Regions from separate parts of the Hordeum vulgare genome. Here region 2 is linked to region 1. Evidence: chromatin contacts called from public Hi-C data. All regions are on one chromosome and are shown on one strand. The core of a region is the stretch at or near the end of the contact, and the rest is flanking DNA. Distances in the headings are between cores, read along the strand shown. Region 1 has its middle 230 kb from the start of LOC123429715. Region 2 has its middle 72 kb from the start of LOC123429715.

Region 1 (6,037 bases), core at 2,147-4,646:
TGAAGAACAAGAAAAACGAGGTAAAAAAATCACGCTATAAAACCGAGCGAATTGTACAGATATGATGAAGAAAAACTTACACTTCTGACCATTTTTGTAACAGCCCAAGCTAAAACACCTAGACTTGTCACAAAAAAGGGAAAAAGACTAAAGCCCCTAGACCTTTTGCTATATTTGTAATATATTCGTTAGGCTCGGCATCCTCTCCTGATAAGTTTTCCTTCACCCTTAGACTCATGTGGCTTTGGTTTGCTTGGACGAAACCGGCTAAGCCTTGGGTTGGGCTTGGATTCCCTTTAATGAGTGATACAAAGATCTTTTTGCTGGAACCACAATCGTCTTAATCGAAACAATACAAAGTTATCCTTTTTCTCGGAGTCCCCCCCCCCCCCCCAAAGATTTTTGAGTGCTCCAAGAAGAAAAAAAATCCTCGGTTCAAACGACCTTGGATAACAACTTCTCGGTGAGTCAGATTAACACCTAAGAGGGCCTCACCTTAAAAAGATCCAACAATTTGTGTATCTTTGGGACAAGCTTACCTCCATTCAGTTAGTCTCACACATTGTTGTTACGATCACGTAGAGTTTCACCTTGGATAGTGTGTATTCCACGTCCTTGTGCTACAAAGCACAATTTGAGGGTCACACCACTTCGACCATGTACGTGTATGTTTGGAAAGTTTGGGCGTTACGAGAAATGTAAACTCTTTGCTTGGCTTGTGATCCAAAATAGAGTTTGGACGGTTGATAGGCTTGAGTGTCGAGGAAGGCCCAACCGTATCATTTGTACCATTTGTAAGCAAACCCAGGAGACTTCGACGCATCACCTGTGCCACTGTCGCTTCTTGGTGAGGGTTCTACGTGACATCTTGGATTGGCTTGGCCTCTTCGGCGTCAAACCCCGGGAATGGGGCTTGAGGGGTAACGTCAATGAGTGGTGGATCAATGTCACCTAAGCCAAGGCCACTATAAGAAGTCCATGTCAACCATGTCGATGTTCATCTCATGGGAGCTTTAGAGGAGCGCAAGGTGAGGGTCTTCTACAACAACATGACTCCTTCATCGGTCTTGGTGTGCATCATGAAAGAGGAAATTAGTTTGTGGGTGCTCGTGGGCTGCTAAGTATTTGGGCTTTGTAATATCGCGAGAATGATGACCTTTCTTCTTGCCCTTTGTCAGGCTTTGATACAAATCTTCCCTCTTAATTAATGAAATGGCGAGCATTTTGTCTCGTTTTAGGAAAATCATCGATGCATGTGTGTTATGTGCCTATGTGTTGGTCGACGTTGTATGTATTTGTCTTGTCGACGAAGAATCTTAGGGTCTTATTTCTTTGCGTGTGGATCGGACTAGACTATATACTCGATAGGGGAGAAGATTTATGTCACGCAAGTGGGGGGGGGGCACCGAGTCCCTCGCACGTGCTTTTTCTTCGTGCATTTGATTTCCAATCATTCATACCTTCTGAATGAGAAGTCCAAACAAAGTGTTGTTTTCATATTCGTGTTTTTGTGATGAGGACTTTCTAATAAGATGCATTTTGAATAGATTTAGATGAGCTTCTGAAAAATAGATGTTAAGTTTGGATTCTTAAAATTTAGTACAAAATGATGAGTTTCAACAATTAAAACTTAGGCCTTATCGTGTCTGTGTGGGGATACAAGTACTTCATGAATCGCGAGGCAATTGAGCAGTTCGATGCGGCTTAACATATGCGTGCCTTCACATCCGTGTGCTTTCTAGTCAATTGCGTGAAACTATCACATTTGTGGATAGGTTTGCTGAAAACAAGCAACTCATTAATCCGTTGCAAAAAACATCGCAATCTGAGTTAAGTTGTTGCAAAAGGCATTGATCGGATGATTTGGTCCGTTTAATCACTTTATTACAAGTGGGGCCAGATTGTAAAGAGTTGACTTAGCAAAAAAATAACACACACACACACCCTTGGATCCAAAAAACCAAAAGCAATCAACCCCCCCACCGTGCCCTCACATGCACACCGTGGACAATCCCTACTACCAACGCAACTCAGTTGGCGCAGCGACGCATTGGCACCGTTGTCGTCGTCGTTGCTTGCGAGGAAGATGTGGTCATCGCCGTGTGAGCCTTTGAAAGAGTGCACGGTGAAGAACGCCCGAAGCAGGGCCGCAACCGCCTCCATTTAGCACCCGTAGAGCGCCTCTTGTGGCAGCCTTGAGCGCTGCCACGACGCCCTCGGCCTTGCGGCCAGTGAGATAGAAGACGACGAGCGAGCGCCTCCCTTCTCCCGCACATGCCGACGGTGAAGTCCATCGAGGACGCGTGCGTGGGCGCCGACCGCCTCCTCGTCCTTCCCCGCGGCCGTAGCCCTTTCCGTCGCCGACGAGGGCGACACCATGCCGGACAGGCGACAGGGCCACGGTGCGGCATCCCGGCCCGGGCGCCATCGTGCTGGACGGATGGCAGCAGCACGGCGACGACATGGAGTTGTGAGGGACGGGTGTTCCACGGGGAGAGTGTTGATTGCTTTTGTTTTTAAAATCTAGGGGTGTGTGCATTTTTTTTGCTAAGGCCCTCTTCGTAACCACTCAGATTATATTATCCAATTTTTATAATCTATTATGTATCCAAACAAGATAGATTATGTTATAAATTATAAAAACTAGATGGACAAATTAATAAGAACTCACAATCTACTCTACTCAACGAAAATCAGATTATGAATTGTCAATGACCCATTACCCTTGTAAAGTTGGAGATAATTACATTTCTACCACCACCACCCTCCTATTTTAAAAAATAGAGGACATACAGGTCATTATGCAATGTAAAATCTGAATTACAGTTTATATAACCTGACCTCCAAACGTGTTCACCTAGATTATTTTTATAAATCAAATTATATAATATATCTTCATAATCCAGATCATCATAATTTATTGGTATTCCAAACGGGCCCTAAGTCAATTGCTTACAATATTGTCTCACTTATAAGAAAGTGATTAAACGGGTCAACTCACCGACCAGTGCTTTTTTTAACGACTTAACGGAGATTGTGGTGTTTTTACAAATCTAATCACAAATGTGATAGTTTCTTGTAATTGACTCCGTAGTTTCGTACTCGGAAGTTGACCAATCCGGTCTTGTTTGCAGGATCATGTTCACCCCTGGCTCGCATTGCCGATGGATGACTGCAACTGTATTCCCGGGCAGTCCAGGTGACATTGGACGCCAGCAAGCGCCACGAGACAAGGACCCTGCAACGGACGAGACACGACGGGAATCGGTACGCGCGGCGCGGTAGCTGGCTGCTACGCGGTCGCCGTCCGCCGGGCGCGCGGCTCCTGCAGGCACCAGGCAGACACAGCGCCGCGACGGCCGACGCCCCAACCACGCCGTAACAGCGAGACGCCATCCTCTCCGTGCCCAAACAGCCGACTCTTTCTCCGTAAAGATTTCTTGCGGCGTTGCGTTGGGTTGGGTGTGCGGGTGCCGCGCCGGTCTCTGTCCCGCCGGATTCGATCATTCTTTCCTTGTCTGTCGGTGCACAACTTCTCCGTTGCTCGTCACAGAGCGTCGCCAAAGATGCCGGGTAAATCGTGATTAGCATATGATAGTTGGCACGTCATTTTGGTTAGGACCCGAGAGATCTGGTTGTTGCATGCAGCGGGCGTGGTGTGGATGTATGTGTGATGGGCTTGAGTAGTACTGTACATATGCATGAACGACTGGCAAATGCTCCCCCTCGCCCCTAAATAGCAGCGCACAGCTTGCAACATGTGCATCCCCTGCCCTCCCACGAATACAATCGAATGTCCAGCTGGCTACACAAAAACACCTGGCCGAACAAATGATGATTAAGTCCGGCGCAAAGATACAAAAAGAGGTGGATATATTGGCGGGACACGGCATGAGACGGAGAACATGGAGTCCGGAATCGTGCGTGTCGCTTTTGGCAAGGGCTAGACAGATTATCTTTTTGAAGCTTCTTCTTTTCTGGGACCCTGCCTCGCTTTCCTTCTCAAATCATGGCCAACCACTATTAGTATGGACCGGGGGCGTTTGATGGCATGGCGACAACACTGCACGCGGGTACGTAGGCGGCTACCCATGGCCGGTCAGCCCAACTCCAACTCACGATCTTAAATGATTCGTTTCGTCCGTTTAAGGATGATGATGAAATTGCATTTGCCTGGATTTATGAATATATTTATGAATATGACGACCACGCACGGATGTATTTACATTCATACACATTCTTTGTAACAGATCTTTTTATTGTTATCGTTGATTTTTTATACATATGGTTTGTTTCGTTTGTTTGAAGATGGTAATAAATCCGTGTTCGTCTGGATTTATAAATATGGCGATCGTGCGTCTAACGTGCGGATGCATTTAAGTCGCATTTGATTCGCACACAATTTTTATATCAAATCTTTATATTTTCGTTGTTGATTTTTATATACATTGGAATACATATCAAATTTTGACTAGAATTAAAGAAAACAAGAACTAAAAAAACATTTTAAAACATATCCAACTTTCATAACTACTGCTATAAGTTGGATTAGTGCCTTCTCGGTTCATTTATTGTTGATCTTAAATGTTTTTTTCTTTGAGTCTAAAAAATTAGATGTTGTTTCATCACATTTAGTCTGATCTTTAGCCTCTATTCTAGCAAAAAGTGCACGAACATCTAATAAATTGTGTGTTATTAATAGATCGATGTATTCTTATTTTCAAATTAAAATTTGCATCTAGCCTACACAATAAATATTTGAGTGTAAGCAAAATGAGCCAAATCGAGAAGCACAACAGAAGGTAAACTAGCACATACATCATCATTATTACACTTGATAAACACCCATTCGGGATGTTCCGGCGTTGTAGACACGCGGTGCAAGACCTTCAATGGACAGTCATCGCACTTTATGAACGACATTGGTGCGCCGACGAGCATTTGGGCCAGCATCGAGCCCGGACGACGACACTTGGTGTATTTGTTGGCGAACCGGCAACGGAGTAGATCCAAGCAGCTAGAGGCGGATTCAGTACCCGCATGTAGCCTGAAGGCGTTGCGAGAGCTGTGCGGGCCAGTACCCGACTAGTCCATGGCACGGCAAGGCCTCCGACGGCCGCAAGGAGCTAAAATCCGGCCGGATCCACTCCTAATCCGACCGCAGAATCCGCTGAAATCTGGCGGCTGGAGTTGGACATCTCGGGGCGTCGGTGGAGGAGCTGCGACTAGGGTGGGGCAGGGGCTCACCAGTCGTGTTGGACAACACACGACCGAGAAAAATGACAATAGCGATGGCTAGGGCGAGAGGGGATTGGGGCGGGGGTGCGACTGGAGGGGGGGGGGGTAGAAAAAGAGCCGCACGTGTCTCCAATGGGCGGGCCAGGAAGGATATGGGCACGCGCCACATGTCGTTCGCGCATGTCCGTTCGACCGCAAACGCAGTCCAAAGTTGGATCGGGAATGGATTTAAAACGGACCACAAACGAATATTGGTCTGTTTGCTCCCGTGCGTTCGACGGCCTGTTCAGTCCGTTTATCCTCAAGCGAACGCGGGCGGACAGAACGGGGTTGCCCGTTGGAGTTGTCCTTAGAGTTTTACAAGAACCAGACATCTATGGCACGCAGGCGAACCTCGGTCCTTACCAAGATTGACCACATGTTCCACTCCGACGATTGGGACATGCTCTTCCCCAACGCGCACCTTCAGGCTATCACTACAGCTTGCTCGGATCATGCTCCGTTATACCTTCAGGGGTGCGTCGGCAACTCGAGAAAGCCTTCCTTTAAATTCGAAGAATTCTGGCTTCGTCTCCCGGGCTTCAAGGACACCGTTGCCTTAGCATGGAACAAACCTGTTCAGGCCCGTGATGCCATCCGCAAGATTCATATCAAGCTCTGTCGGACCGCGAAGGCCTTGCGCAAGTGGCTAAAGGAAAAAGTCGGGGTGCTTGGCTCCCAGATCACGGTTGCCAAGGAGATCATCTGGCACCTGGATGTTGCTGAGGAGGGAAGACCGCTCTCGGACTCTGAGAGGGAT
Region 2 (6,037 bases), core at 2,595-5,094, 300 kb after region 1:
AGACATATGCTACCCCATATATCATGTTATGTGTTTACCTTTATGGTATGTTTGCTTAACTGTTTTACTAGATTGTGTTCACGCAAGTATATAGCCTTGTCTATAACATATAGGGGGAGTATTGATCCTAGTGTGTGCTCTTTGCATTCCAAAAGCATATTCAAATAGAGCACACATCTAGGGGGATCCCGTCTATATTTTGTAGGTTTTGGGAATGCCTAAGACTTCTTAGTTTATTCTTTTTTGGCAAATCCCGTATTGTCATCAGCCCACCAAAAATGGGGAGATTGTAAGAGCACAATTTCTCCCAAGTAATTTTGGTGGTTGATGACGATACCTTTGCGGACTAATCGTGTGCGATATGCTTTCAGATAATTATCACGTGGTACGAGACAGTTATATTCCCCTCAGCAAGTGAAAGTGAAGATGGTGCTTAGCTATTGATTTAGGGTTGGTGGACTCGAGTCATAGATAATCCCGTACTATCAAGAGGGTATCCGCATTTGGAAAGGTTGGGTGGAACACTATCTCTCATTCTTGCACCACGTCCATTTCCCGGAGCAGAGGAGTTGCCGTGAAATAGTGCCCAGAAAATGCAGAAGCGGTAGTACTGCTCCAGCGGTACTGCCGCCCACCAGTGTCAGGCTCTTTACCGCTTATTTTATTTCTGTGGTGTTTGGGGTGTTTTTCTCTCTTTGGGTGAAAGTACCGCCCAAGGGGAGCGGTAGTACCGCTCCAGCAGTACTGCTGCCCCCTTCTGTCGCGCCCACTTCAGCTTAGAAAAATCCTCTCGTGTCTTTCCTCTACTCGACCAGTCTAAGTGGAAGTACCACTCCTATAGGACAGTAGTACCACCCCAACGGTAGTACCGCCCAGATGCACGATACTACCGCTTAGCTCGGTCAGTAGAGGCTTGTAACGGCCAAATTTCCCACCTCTATAAATAGGGGTCTTCTTCCCTGAGGAGATCTCACCTTTTCCTCCCCATCTCCATTATTGCTCCAAAAGCTAAAACTTGACCGATTTTTCTCCATAGCCATCAACTCTTGTTGATTCTCTAGGGTTTGGAGGAGAAGGCCTTCCCCTACATTTCCACCAAGAGAAAAGTTGTTTCCCCCCATTAATTCCCTGCGGATCTTGTTACTCTTGGGTGTTTGAGCACCCTAGACGAAAGAGGTCACCTCTAAGCCATATGCTATTTGTGGTGAAGCTTCGTGGTTTCATTAGCAGCCTCCAATTATTTGTGGAGAGAGCCCCAACCATGTTTGTAAAGGTCCGATCGCCGCCTTCAAAGGCACCACTTAGTGGAATCATGACACCTTGCATTGCGTGAGCGCGTGAGGAGAATACGGTGGCCTTAGTGGCATCTTGGGCAGCATTGTGCCTCCACACCGCTCCAATGGAGACATCTTCCCCTCAAAGGGAAGGAAATTCAGAAACACATCCTCATCCTCATCGGTTCCACTTGTGGTTATTTCTTACCTTTACTTGTATTTACTTCTTGCTTACTATTGTTGTGGTTAGCAGCATATAGGTTACTCACTTAGTTGCACATCTAGACAACCTATTTGTTGCTAAACTTAATTTATTAAAAGAAAATATTAAATTTGTTAGTTGCCTATTCACCCCCTCTAGTCAACCATATCGATCCTTTCAACTGGCGATGTCGCCATCGTCGTTCTCTTCCACGTGTTGTTGCATTAGCGTCACGAGTGTATTGTTCCTCTCAACCGCCTCTCCTATGTTGTCCCTATCGATCTTCTCTCCCATGTCCTGGTACACTAAAGCCATCATAGGCATTGTTCCTCTTGTCCTCCTAGCTAGATTCCTACTACACTGGTGTTGTTGTCATCACCATTCTTTTCGGCCTCCTCATTCATGTCCTACTACACTGACGCCTTCATGGCGTGCACAAGACATTTTTTTTCTCCATCATCCCGTGCCTCAACGCCCTCCTATTCGTTACTTCACACATATTTTCTCCATGGCAACGATGCTAGCAACTAGTCCACTCGCTATGATGGGATCGCTCACCCACAACTCCGTGCTCATCGTGTTGGACACGACGTAGCGACCATCGTCCATAGCTGTCGCCAAGGCACTCCACTTTAACATCGTGTGATATGTGTAGTTGTTAACAGGTGATCATATCTCGTGTATGCAACCAAACAATGTGCGTAGTGCTATTGCGACGATGCAAGGAGAGGGAATGCACGCAACTAATCAGCATGCATATGATGGCTTTTTGTCTACATATGCTCCATGATGCCTAACCGGGACAAGTATGCAAAAGACCAAAAAATGATCCAGGTACGCTTGCATCCCTACATGATATTGGAGATATTATTAGGTGTAGCTTGTGTGCCACCATTTTCTTGCCGACATGCCGCGGGTCGAAGTTGTGTAGTGGATGCAGCCTCTACCTTGAGAGAGGCATGCCGTTGGTGGGCATAGTTTACACGAGCATGACGACCTCATCAAAATGCAGAACATAGGATGTGGTGGTGGCATCCCAAGATATCCAACCGCGGTTGCATCTCGCACTCTTGGGTCAACGCGGATTGCGTCGTTCATTCCATTGGCAAGGAACCACCAGCACTGGGTAATAGCTCGTCTACAACTAATATACCTTCAAATCCTCTTCTCTTATCCTCTCTTACCCGGTCACCGCAGGTTCCTCATCATTAGATTCCTCGTTGTCATCCCATTCACACGTCGTTCCTCTAGAGGTGGTGCACAACTTCGTTGCCAACCGACATGCGGTCTTGTTGTGCGTGATATCGCAGTCCACATCGTCGACACTATAGAGCTATGCAAGCCTGGCCTTCGCTCCTTCCGAGCTCGGTCGCAGTTTCTACCTTTAGAAACTCAAGCTCTATGACGATATTGTCCCCCGGTTCATGAGCTCTCCGGCGAGACTAGGAGCTCCTATTTCGCCTATGGGGTGCTCGCGAACATGCGAGCGCACACCCACATCCCTCCCGCGCGCCCCTCATAGGTCGGCCCATAAGTGGGGTTAGGCGCCCCATTTTTTTTATTTTTTCTTCTTTATAACAATTCGTAATATCAAAAGTTCAAAAATTTAAGGTAAAAGTGAATTTGGGGAAATTGTTGCACAAATCATAACATCGTAGGTTAAAAAATATTCACGATTTTGAGAAAATTGTTCGCGTATTCAAAAAAATATGAACTATTTAACAAATGTTCATAAATGTCAAAGAAATGTTTGCTAATTCAAAATCTCATGAACATTTTTTGAACTTGACGAACAAGAATTGTATTCAAGAATATTGGTTTTTGAAAAATGGATGAACTTTTTTTTGAAGAAGTAATGATTAAATTTTAATTAAATGAACATTTCTTGAAGAATCAATGAACAAATTTTGAATTTGATGAACATTTTCTGAAAAAAAAACGATAAAAAAATATTCAAATTTGACAAACGTTTTTTTTATTTCAAAGAATATATTTTGAATTTTATGATTTTTTTTTGAATTTAATAAACAATTTTAAATTTGATGAATAAAATTTGGATTCGATAAACATTCTTTTAGATTTTTGACATTTGCTGAATGTAACAAACAATGTTAGCAAATTTTAATTTAGAATAAAATTCGCAACAAAAGTGAAAAGTAAGGAAGAAACGAAAAAAAAATAGAAAAAAAGTAAAACAAAACAACAAGAAAATGAAAAGAAATGCTGGTTCGGGAAAGGTTCTAAAACCTTCTCAAAACCAGGAAAGAGCACGTGAAAATTCCGTAAACAAACTGGGCCTGCCCACCGTGCGAATAGGAAAAGCTTATTGGATGCTCGTTGCGTCCGGAAAATCCTATCTGCCGCATTCTACGACAGGTCGACCTTTCACAGAAGAGGTGCGACCGAAAGACGGGTTTATGCCAGCCCATTAACACCTTCACTGATCCCGGTTTTGAAAACTACTAGAGGTTTTCAGTTAGTTTTTTCCGGTTTTCAAAACTTTCTAGAAGATTTACTCAACTGTTTTTTTTCTTTTTTCTTTATTATCTTTTGTTTATTTTTTTGGTTTCTATTTTAAAAATATTCTAGATTTTCAAAAAATGTTCCGGAATTTGAAAAATATTCTGGAATTTGAAAAATATTCCGGAATTTGGAAAACTATTTCGGAATTCGAAAAATTGTTCGGAATACGAAAAAATGTTCCAGAATTTTAAAAAATGTTTCGGAATTTGATAAAATGCTTGGGAGTTTGAAAAATGCTTCGTAAATTGAAAAACTTTTCCGGATTTAAAAGAAGATCCAAAAATTGAAAAACTATTCTGGATTTTGGAAAAATGTTCCGGAATTCGAAAAAATGTTTCAGAATTTTAAAAAATGATTCGGAATTTGGAGAAATGTTCCGGAATTTGAAAAAATCCTCCTGTTTTGTAATTTTGTTTGAAACTATAAAAATATTATGGAATTGCAATTTTTTCCTGACTTACAAAATTTATTCAACAATCAAAAAAATATTTTGAATATAGAAAAAATTTCACATATTTAAAAAATGTTAATACTTCCAGTTTTGTTCACAAATTCACAAAATATTCACATGTTGTTTTTCACAAATTCTAAAATATTTTGGAATTTCCATATATGATCATGTTTTCCAAATTTGTTCACATATTCTGAAAATGCTACAATTTTTATATTTTGTTCACAAGTTTAGAAAATATTCCATATTTTTGAAAATAGATTTTAAATTAAAAAAACACTCAAGTTTTGTAAAAATAGTTTAATTTTGAAAAATGTTCACTTTTTCACTCTTTTATTTTTAGTCGTTGCCGATTGTTATTTAACACTAGCGCTACCATTGTTGCAAAGTAGGTTGCCTAGTGTAGTGGCTAGTGCATCACACGCATCTATTGCATGTCGAGGGTTTGATTCCGAGGTATTGCGTAGTCAGTTTTTTGCGATTATTCATTCCGTCAAACTGAATGAACGGGTCGGCCCAGGTTACTCGCCTCGTATGCGAAGCTCCACCTCTTTACCGCAGTTAATGACAAATAGGAGGTCCCGTTGCGTCCTAATGTCGGGGCTTCGCACAAGATAGGCGAGCGATCGTTTGGGATGGGCCGGCCTGTTTAACGTTTCAACGCCTTCAGTTTTCGAAACCTTCTAAAGGTTTCAGCCGATTTTCTAGCTTCAGCAAACTTCTAGAAGGTTTTTTGAATTGAATTTTTTATTTCTTCTAATTTTTATTTCCATTTCTTTTCTTTTTTTCCTTTTCCCTTTTTCTTTTGTTTTGTTTTGATATTGGTTTTTTAGTTAATTTAAAATCTGGGCACAATTCAAAAAACGTTAACAGTTTTAAAATTTTTGCACAATTCAAAAACTGTTCATGGTTTCAAAATTTGTTCACAAATCTACGGTTTCAAAATTTGTTCACAATTTTAAAACTGATCACAATTTTATAATTTTATTCACGAATTTCAAATTTGTTCATGTTTCAAAATTTGTTCACAATTCAAAAGATGTTCACATTTTAATAAAAAATGTTCATGATTTAATATATTTTTTTCACGAATCTGAAATTTATTCATGTTTCAAATTCAAAATTTGTTCACAATTCAAAATTTGCTCATGTTTCAAATTTTGTTTGAAATTTGAAAATGTTCGCGGTTTCATAAAAAAATCACTGATTCGAAAAATTCACATATTTTTATAATTTTGTGTACGAATTTGAAAGTTGTTCATGTTACCAATTTTTTTGATAATTCAAATATAATTGTGGTTTCAAAAAATATTCTGGATTTTCAAAAAATATACACAGCTTGAAAATTTGTTCACAATTCGAAAAATGTTCACACTTTTTTCATGTTGTTCATGAATTTGAAATTTGTTCATGTTTCAAAATTCATTCACAATTCAAAAAAATCACAGTTTCAAAATTTATTCAGAATTGAAAAAATGTTCATTATTTTATATTTTGTTCATGGTTCCAAAATTGTCTGCATTTTTAAAAAGTATTGTAATTTGCAAAAATTTTCTCCTATTCAATTTTAAAATTTTAAAACTTTAG

What was found. A called contact is a pair of places that touch in the nucleus more often than the background predicts.
Region 2: a Hi-C map of leaf shows a contact between it and region 1, with 4 times the contacts expected there. The contact joins two enhancer-like sites. A contact is called at or near these places in 6 of 6 Hi-C or Micro-C datasets (leaf, seedling and an unstated tissue).

The regions. Positions count from the first base shown.
Region 1 is chr1H:241,198,530-241,204,566 of MorexV3_pseudomolecules_assembly, forward strand. No RefSeq gene overlaps it. Among protein-coding and RNA genes, the nearest start is that of LOC123429715, 230 kb to the right of the region's middle. Within about 2 kb of position 3,397, at least 2 of the 3 cell types and tissues checked have open chromatin away from gene starts, as enhancers often do. A contact at or near this core is called in leaf, where this site is marked.
Region 2 is chr1H:241,495,922-241,501,958 of MorexV3_pseudomolecules_assembly, forward strand. No RefSeq gene overlaps it. Among protein-coding and RNA genes, the nearest start is that of LOC123429715, 72 kb to the left of the region's middle. Within about 2 kb of position 3,845, at least 2 of the 3 cell types and tissues checked have open chromatin away from gene starts, as enhancers often do. A contact at or near this core is called in leaf, where this site is marked.